Regions from separate parts of the Arachis hypogaea genome. Here region 1 is linked to region 2. The links are chromatin contacts, called in public Hi-C maps. All regions are on one chromosome and are shown on one strand. The core of a region is the stretch at or near the end of the contact, and the rest is flanking DNA. Distances in the headings are between cores, read along the strand shown. Region 1 holds the start of LOC112735620. Region 2 has its middle 11 kb from the start of LOC112736095.

Region 1 (4,221 bases), core at 197-2,696, 66 kb before region 2:
TTATTTTAAAATAAATATATAATATTAAATATAATAAATATATAATTTTAAATATTATATATATAAAATTATATATATTAAAATAAATAAATATTTTTAAATTATTATTTTTTTAATATTATTAAAAAAATTATTTTATCTAATTAAATAATTTTATAAAATATTTTATATTATAAGTGCATTAAAATGGACTCATATATAAATGATTATAAATGATAAGTACAAGCATGAGGTTAAACAAATAATTCAAGGTAATTATTCTTCCATACTGCAAGAGTGCAAGGAACAGTTGTTTTTTAAATAGTTAATTAATATCTAATTTTTTAATTTTAATTATTTTTCGTGTATATAATTTGTATATTATCATGGCTAGTGTTTCGGCCTAGCTTATTGGCGAGTCGGACGCGGGTGTTGAGTTGCCGATCCGACGGGTCCTCCAACCCGTAAATTTCCTTTTACCCACCTAGCTACAGCACCTGAATAGCTGAAAGGAAGCTTTTAGAAAATAGGGTCTGCTTATGTGGGACCCACTCGGACACAGGATATATAGGGGGAGGACTCTACCCTTTCCTAGAGGTACGTCACCTATCCTAACCTTACTGTTTTTTATACGGACACTAATTTGAGCATTGGAGTCTTTGCAGGTGGCTTCCCCCCCTCCCCCATTACACACCTCGCCAGCTCGAAGGAGCCTCATCTGCCTCAATCCCAAAGCCCATCCAGATCCAGCTTCCAGCAACCCGCCGATCCGTTCCGGACCGGAGCAACCGAACATTGACACCGTCTGTGGGGATACCTGGCATGAATGGATTTTCTGTTGGGCCCGAAGGACGAGCTTGAGGAAGAGGAAGCACATGAGGAGGAAGGGACTCGCCGGATGAGCAGGTTAGCTTCTGTGGCGTCCTCCTGCGAGCACACGAAAACACGTTCGCGCAGAGATGACCCACTGATTCATTCCGGACCTGAGCAACTGAACATTATGGCAGACTTCCTGGTCGAGGTAGTTGGTGGTGCTCCCGGGAATACGAACACACGGTGGAAGTTTCATATGACGACGCTTCCAACCAAGCGTTCAGAGGGGCAGGGATAATCCTTGAAAGCTCGGTTGGGATGACTTATGAGCAATCAGTCAAGTTCGACTTTCCAGTCTCCAACAACTAAGTGGAATATGAAGTCTTGATAGGGGGTTTGCTCCTAGCCAACGAAGTCGGAGCGTCGCGAGTCGAGGTCAACAGTGACTCCCAAATCGTTGCCTCCCAGGTCAACGGGACATACTAAGCTAGGGACTCCTTACTCCAGAAGTACTTGGAAATGCGAGAGCTGACCTCCTATTGAAACTAGCAAGCACAAAACCAGGCACGGAAAACTGATATTTGATTCAAGGACTAGTAAAGGAGCCATCGGTAACTCTCTACGTAACACAAGCTCTGGACCTTCCCTCGTGGATGGATCCGATCCTCCGTTTCTTAGTAAACGGTGAGCTTCTTGAGGACAAGAAAGGTGCTAGAATGGTCAGACGGGAGGTGGCCAAGTATGTAGCGATACAGGGCCAGCTATATAAACGAGGGTTTGATCAACCCCTGTTGAAGTGCTTGCGCCCCGAGCAAACGGACTACGTCTTGAGCGAAGGTTGCTATGGCCACCATATCGGGGGAAAGGCGTTGGCCAGGAAACTCGTTAGAGCCGGATATTATTGGTCTTCCATGATGTCCTATGCACAAGAATTCGTGAGAAAGTGTAAGAAGTGCCAAGAGAACGCCAATTTTCATAAGTCCCCAGTAATGGAGTTAAGCTCAATGCTGGCGGCCCGACCTTTCACTCAATCGAGAGTCAACCTCTTGGGCCCGTTCTCAGTGGGTCTCGGTCGGGTTAAGTACCTCATTGTGGTCATCAATTACTATACAAAGTGAATTGAGGTAGAACCGTTGGACGATATAACTTCGGCAAACTGTCGGAAGTTCATATGGAGGCAAGTGGTCTCTAGGTTTGGAATCCCTGAGATTGTCATTTCAGACAATGGGACGCAGTTCGCGAATAAAAAGTTTGGCGAGTTCCTTTCAAGAATGGGAATCAAGCAGAAATTCTCATCAGTCGAGCACCCATGGAGCAATGGCCAGGTGGAAGCTGCAAACAAGGTCATCCTTCACAGCCTGAAGAAATGACTAGGCCAAAAAAAGGGCTCCTAGGCAGACGAGTTAGCCTGAGTCCTATGATCGTATAGGACAACGCCACAATCTTCTACCGGGAAAACACCGTTCTGGATTACTTACGGGGTCGACGTGGTAATCCTGGTGGAAATCGGGGAACCAAGCCCGAGGCTGCTTCTCGGAGGTGTTGAAGAAGCGATGGAGAAAGACCTGATTGACGAAACAAGGGAAACGGCACATTTGACAAAAATGGAGCTAAAGCAAAAGGTAAATTTAAGGTACAACACCAAGGTACTAAAAAGGAGTTTCGAGCCAGATGACCTGGTGCTATGGAGAAACGACATCGGGATATCGATCCCAGGAGAAGAAAAGTTGGTAGCTACCTGGGAAGGTCCGTACAGAGTAAGAGAGGTACTCGGAAAGAGGGCGTACAAGTTGGAACGCTTGAATGGGAGTGAGGTACCAAGGACATGGAATGTGGTGAACTTAAAAAGATTCTACTCTTGAAAGGCGACCTAGCGACTTAACAGGTTACCCTATTCTCGTCCACTACTGCTTGTTACTTTGTTTTCCCTATTGCTTGTTACCTTGTCATTACGCCATTGTTACCTTATTGACTAGTTTCATTATAAATTCCATAAATATTGCATTTCATTGTGTCATTTCGCTTACTTTAAGTGTTGTTATATTATTATTTCTTTCCCACAGCTAACTGGGGCTGATCACCCCAGGAGCCATAATCGGTGCAAAAATACCATAAGCAAAATCTACAGCCTACCGGCCAAACGATAAATCTAGGAACTAGCTTCAAATATTTTCCAAAGATAACAAATCGGCCTATGAATGATATAAAGCAAGTTATAATGAATGTTACAAAACAAAGGCACCACATCGGCGCGGTAAGTCAAAGTATTGCAAAAAAAGGGCATCGCATCGGCCCGACAAAACTAACAAGTAAAAAACAACATTAAAATTACAAAGACTAAAATTATTGGGGGGTTCCCGACTTCTTAGGGATATCAACAATCTTACCGTCCTGCACCATCTTCAAAGCCCCAACCATGAGGTATCGAAGTCGAGAGCCAAGATGGCAATTTGGGCCTTGATCCCTTCCTCGGTAGCTTTGACGACCTTCTTGGGATTCCCACAATGTCTTTATTTTTCTTCTTCAAGAGAGCGACCTCTTGCTGTGCAACCTGGGCCGACCCCTCGATCTCGCTGTGCTTCTCCTCCAACCCTTTTAATTTTTTCTCCAAGTTTTTAACTTTGGCCTCCGCAGAAGTAGCCTGACCCCGGGCAGTGTTCAGTTCCTTAGAGAGGGAGAGGTCGTGCTCAACCAACTTGTTGATCTCGGAGGCGTCCTCCTCCGCTTTCTTCTCCCTCTCAGCAAGCTGGGTCTTCAGGGACTCTTCCTGGGTTTTCAACTCAGTAATATCCTTCTGAGAGGCGCGAAGCTTTCCCTTGAGAGTCTGATGCTGAGCCAGAATAGGCTCTACCTTCCGAGCGATAGCGGCAACTCGGAGGAGGCTACGATAAGTCCACTTCGCTTGAGCGGCGAGGTCCTGCTCCTAGAAGAAGTCGTCGGTTCTCGGAAGAAGCTGAGAATCGATGAAATGCCTAGCGTCAAAGCTCCTCTCCATCACGGTTAAGGTCTTTTCGGCAGGCCCTTTTTGCTTCTTTGGGTTGGGCACGATGGTTAGATCGGGGTCAGCTTCGAGACCAACCCCCTGCTCCTGGATCGGCTCCTCCATAACATCTGTCGGAGGGTTCTCGGGTTGGATGTTACTAGAAGGCTGAGAATCAGCCTGATCCTCAGTAGCATCTCGACCGCTCCCTTCGCCAATGACATCGGGACCTGGGACCTCCGAATGAGTCGCCGAAGAGTCGTTGTCGTCACTCCCACCAAGAAAATGGGCCATCAGATCCGCCATAGTAGTCTTCCCATCAGCCATGAAAACTAGAAGTAAAATACAAGTGAAGAAGTCAGGAACTAAGTTATTAATAAGAAAACTCCAAAGGAAACAAGAAGAAAAATAGAGAACGGGAGAATAACCTACCTACGTGGGCCCGACCG
Region 2 (4,701 bases), core at 1,049-3,548:
CCCACACCTTACTCCTACGCCATCCTCCTTTCTTTCCCCTCCCTCTTCATCACACTTTGCTCTTCTTGTCATCTCTCTCCCCTCTCCTCTCATCCTTAACTCTCTCCATCCTTCTCTCCCTCTCCTTCGACATACCTTACCTTATTTTTCGCTACCTCTCCTACACCCTCTCATCCCTCGCCTCACGGTCCATCCCCATCCCGCACAGCTGCATAGGTTTGTCGCCACTTTTTACCAATCCCATCCCACTCGAATCGGAGCAGTTCTGGCTGAATGAATACGATATATTTGAGACGGTGTTCTCATCTGGCACCACTTTTACATCAAATGAAGATAAAAAAATCTATTGTGCATAATAGGGGTTTACGCGGATCAGATCGGATTTGATATGACCAAAATTTTGATCCGATCCGCATTAAAATCATCGGATCGGATCCAATATCCGCATTTTTTAAGGTTGGATCCGATCCGCTCATTTGCGGATCGGATTGGATATCGAATATATCTACAAAACACAAAAATATTTTTGAAAGCTTATTTTTATTAAAAAAATATCAATAAAATTTATTTTTTCTATTCTTTTAAATATGATTACTCTTAAAATAAATAATATTAAACATATTTTTCTTAAATAATAAATTAAAATAATACAACATATATGATAATTATTAATTGAAATAAAACATAAAAAGAATATTTACTTATTTATTTCTTTATTTTTGCGGACACGCGGATATGCGGATACCAACACAAAATTCGCAATCCGATCCAATTCGATTCGATCTGAAAGCCTTGCGGATCGGATCCATATCCACAATTTTCGGATCGAATTCGAATAAACACCGCGGATATGCGGATCGGATCCGATTCATGAACACCCCTACTGCATAACAAAATTTAAATTGCAACCAGCAAAATTCAAATTTTTCTCTACAATTTTACGATGAGCTTGTTATATTTGAGTACTTACGCTTTGGCTAATAGACTGTGATGCATAGTTGAAGGAGGAAAGCTTTGATATACAAAAATCGATGTCCAAGCAACTACATTTGGCATGGTGATTCATCATGGGACCGAGTTTGGATTGAATTGGAATAATGATGTCGTTTTTGGCACTGTTGTTTTGGAAGGAGTTGGAGTAATTGAAATCAAGGAAGGAATCAATTTCTGAGAAGAACATCTCCCTTGATTTCATGTCTAGGGCGTTCATGAACTTTAATTTGAGCCGTAGTTTGGGTTAGAGATGAGTCAGGCGGCGTCATCATTAGGAAATCTGTCGGAGAGAATGCCATTGTTGGCGGCGTCAGTTGGGATAACAAAGCTGAAGGAGGTGGCAGAGACTTTGACAATGGAGTCGGCAAAGTTAAAGAAGGACTTGACGGAAACACGCTCGTAGCGGTGGGCGAAGGAAAGGAGAGGAGGGTGGTGGAGGAGAAGAAAAGGAGGAGTGTGGGATCAAAGTGGGTCTAACCTAACATATGATAGTGACATTAGTACTGAGTCGCTGAGTCATCACCGGAAATGAGATCAGGGACCATCATGGTGTCCGAAGTTCAATCTAAAAGAACACTATAGTAAAATTAAAATTTCAAAAATCAAATTAAATAATTTTGTAAATTTCAAGAACTATTATGAAACTTTACTTGAATCATGACTAACATACAGTGGTACGCCAATACGAGTAAACTTGCGAAGAAAAAAATAAACAAAACTAATCCATCATCACAAATTTGGATCTTCTAAATTCTGAATTTTCACTTTAAAGAATAAAGTATAATCTCTTACTCTTGAATAGTTTCTCTCTTATGTGTTTTCTTTTTGTCTCACTTATAAAATAAATAATAAAAAATCACACTTTACTCTTTAAAATAAAATTCAAAATTTAAAAAATTCAAATCCTTCTATCACATGCACAATGGATCAGGGAGTTTGTACTGGGAACACTTTTGATGGTAAAACGCATCGGGAGCTGTGACTTAAGATCAATATATGGATGTTGCATGCGTGGTGGGTAAACCGTCACGTACCATTGAAAACCATTAGTACAACTTGGTAATAATTTGGTTTTGGGACACGTGATCCTTTGCTTTTCCATGTGATCTAATTAAACTTCTTTATTTTCTTCTAGCGCAAAGGGCCTTTAATGTGGGAGGGTGATTTTTGGAGATCCTGCATATCCGCTAAACTATCTTTAAGTACATTTCAAGTTCAAGAAGGCCGTGTGTAGATGTGTGTTCATAATATTGCCTTTTGCCCTTTTGTCGTTTTCAAACCACTCACAATAGTAGAATAAATAAAGAATCCAGACCTCATTATTGCTCTATTTATTTATGCTTTTAAATTGAATAGTATGCATATATACGTACATTGCTTATACCAATTAAATAAATTATCCTTAAAGTGATTCCGTAAAACTCAAATTAATTAAAATCTTAGTATATTAGACAGAAGAATAAGCACGATAGCAACTACTAAAGAAACCTTGGCGTACGTATTTTGAAAATAACCAATAAAGAAATGGGTACATATTAATTAGATGGTTTAGTGTTTAAATTTACCCGATAAAATGTCTAACTCAGTGGCGGACTGGCGGTGTTAAATATTTGCCATGTATGTTTGCTTAGTCTCATGCTACCAAAAGAAACATTCTTGGTCTGATATCAGAAACATTGAGAGTTTCGGTCGACAATTATATCTATGTCCGCAAATTTTATATATCATAACTATACTATTCGTTCCTTTATATATTATTGTTTCCTCCATTTTCTCCTTTCAAAAAATCTTTGAGATATATTATTAAAGAAAAAGTTTAAGAACCAATTACAATATAAATTAACTACACCAACTCTTTTTTACTTCTGATTTTAAAATTTGAAAAAATTAAGATAGTAATTTTTTTTTGGTAACAGACTTATTTTTTAACTAATTAACTAGAGTTGACTTCACTCTTAGTTAATTTTTTTTTAAATATATGAAAAGTTATATTTGAAAAGTTACATCTTTTCATAAAGTTGTAACTACTCAAAAGTATAGTTATAACTTATTAAAAGGTTGTAATTCATTGAATAGTTATATCTTTTGAAATAAACATTTTTATTCATAAGTACATAGTTGCATGTTGCATGTATTCAATGCCTATAAATTATATTTTTTATTTTATTATTTTAGTACAATCAATCTCAATACTTTTTTTTATGTATAAAAGAAAGAATAAAGAATATTATTTTATAAATTATCATTTAATGTAAGATTTAACAATGTAAGTAGAGAAATAAGTAAGTGTCTTTCATTCTATTTTGCAAAAAATTCACTAATAACCCATTTTACATACTATAATAAATTGATGGGGACGAATTAAGTTTAAAAAAAAAGTATGTGTAACACACCCTTTAAAGAGTTACACTATTCTATTCTTTAATCTTTTCAGTTTGTGTTTTATTATTCTTGTTCTTGTGTGGATGAACTTGGGACAGCTCAGTTCCTGGTAGCTGATGCCGAACTATAAGCTTGGAAGTCCGAGCTCCTCGTCTGAGAGTGTACCATGTTGTGGAGAGAACAAAGGGGGGCCGGGGGAGTGTACCTGCAAAAGACACTCCGATACTTAAGTTAATATTATGAACTCAATGTGTTTCTTTCAAAATGAGATGTCATACCTTTATAGGGACGAGTTATAGCTCATTAAACCGAGTTATAACGCATGATGCCGAGTTATGACGCTTGGATTGTAACAGCCATATCATAGCTCCCAAGCTTATTCTGAGGATATTTTTAATGAAGCAGGTTAAGCTTTTGATGACAAGCTTCGAGTTCCAACGTGAGTGCCACATATATCCTCATGTGCTTCGGCAAGTGCAAGCTCGACCTCTGACCTGGAAAGACACTAAAGAAAGGGACAAGAAAAATCTTGTCTATATATAGAATTATTATATATGGTGAAGAAAGATGCTTGCCCACGGAATTGCCGAATATTATCAGTGTTGTCTGGAATAACTCCAGTCTTGAGGTATTCTATATACGGCGTACGCCAATCTTCTTCCTGTGTAACACTTAGAATTTTGGTTAGTTTTATGCTCAGTTCGTGTAGCACAGATTGATATAGTGTAGAAGTCGGTGTTTGTGTGCTGGCGAGCTTAGATAAGAGATCAGCTCGGTTGTTGTGCTCATGAGGTATACGAAGAATCTCAAATTTTAAAAAATTAGAAATAATCTTTTTGACAATATCCAAATATTTTGCCAATAAAGGGTCTTTCACTTGAAAGAAACCATTTACCTGTTGGACAACGAGCAAAGAGTCGCATTATACCTTTAAGTCTGGAATTTTTAGTTCGGCTGCAAGCCTTAGGCCTGTAATTAGAGCTTCATACTCTATTTGATTGTTGCTCGCCTTGAAGGAGAAGTGTAGAGACTGTTAGCACTATGCCATTTCCATCTTCAAGCAAGACTCCGGCCCCATAGTCTTGGGGTTGGATGCCCCATCCACATATAAAGTCCACTGTGATGGGTTGTTCTCCGAGCTTGGTACAGTGAACTTGGCTATGAAATCGGCAATATACTGAGACTTTATTGGACCTCGACTTTGGTATCTGCTATCAAACTCGGAGAGTTCTACCGACCATTTTATTAGTCAGCCAGCCAGTTCTGGTTTTCGTAGCACTTGTCTTAAGGGCTGATCAATTCGGACGTGGACGATGTGGCTCTGAA

The links. Hi-C and Micro-C count contacts between places; a contact is called where the count stands out from the background.
Region 1: a contact with region 2 is called in a Hi-C map of leaf, with 1.6 times the contacts expected there. The contact joins the promoter of LOC112735620 here to the enhancer-like site in region 2. A contact is called at or near these places in 2 of 8 Hi-C or Micro-C datasets (both in leaf).

The regions. Positions count from the first base shown.
Region 1 is chr3:139,105,605-139,109,825 of arahy.Tifrunner.gnm2.J5K5, reverse strand. LOC112735620 reads left to right here and starts at 1,446. Exons shown (of 2, transcript XM_025785146.1): 1 at 1,446-1,737; 2 at 2,014-2,162. The coding sequence starts at 1,446. The coding sequence ends at 2,162.
Region 2 is chr3:139,040,303-139,045,003 of arahy.Tifrunner.gnm2.J5K5, reverse strand. It overlaps the pseudogene LOC112735619. Among protein-coding and RNA genes, the nearest start is that of LOC112736095, 11 kb to the left of the region's middle. Within about 2 kb of position 2,298, at least 2 of the 3 cell types and tissues checked have open chromatin away from gene starts, as enhancers often do.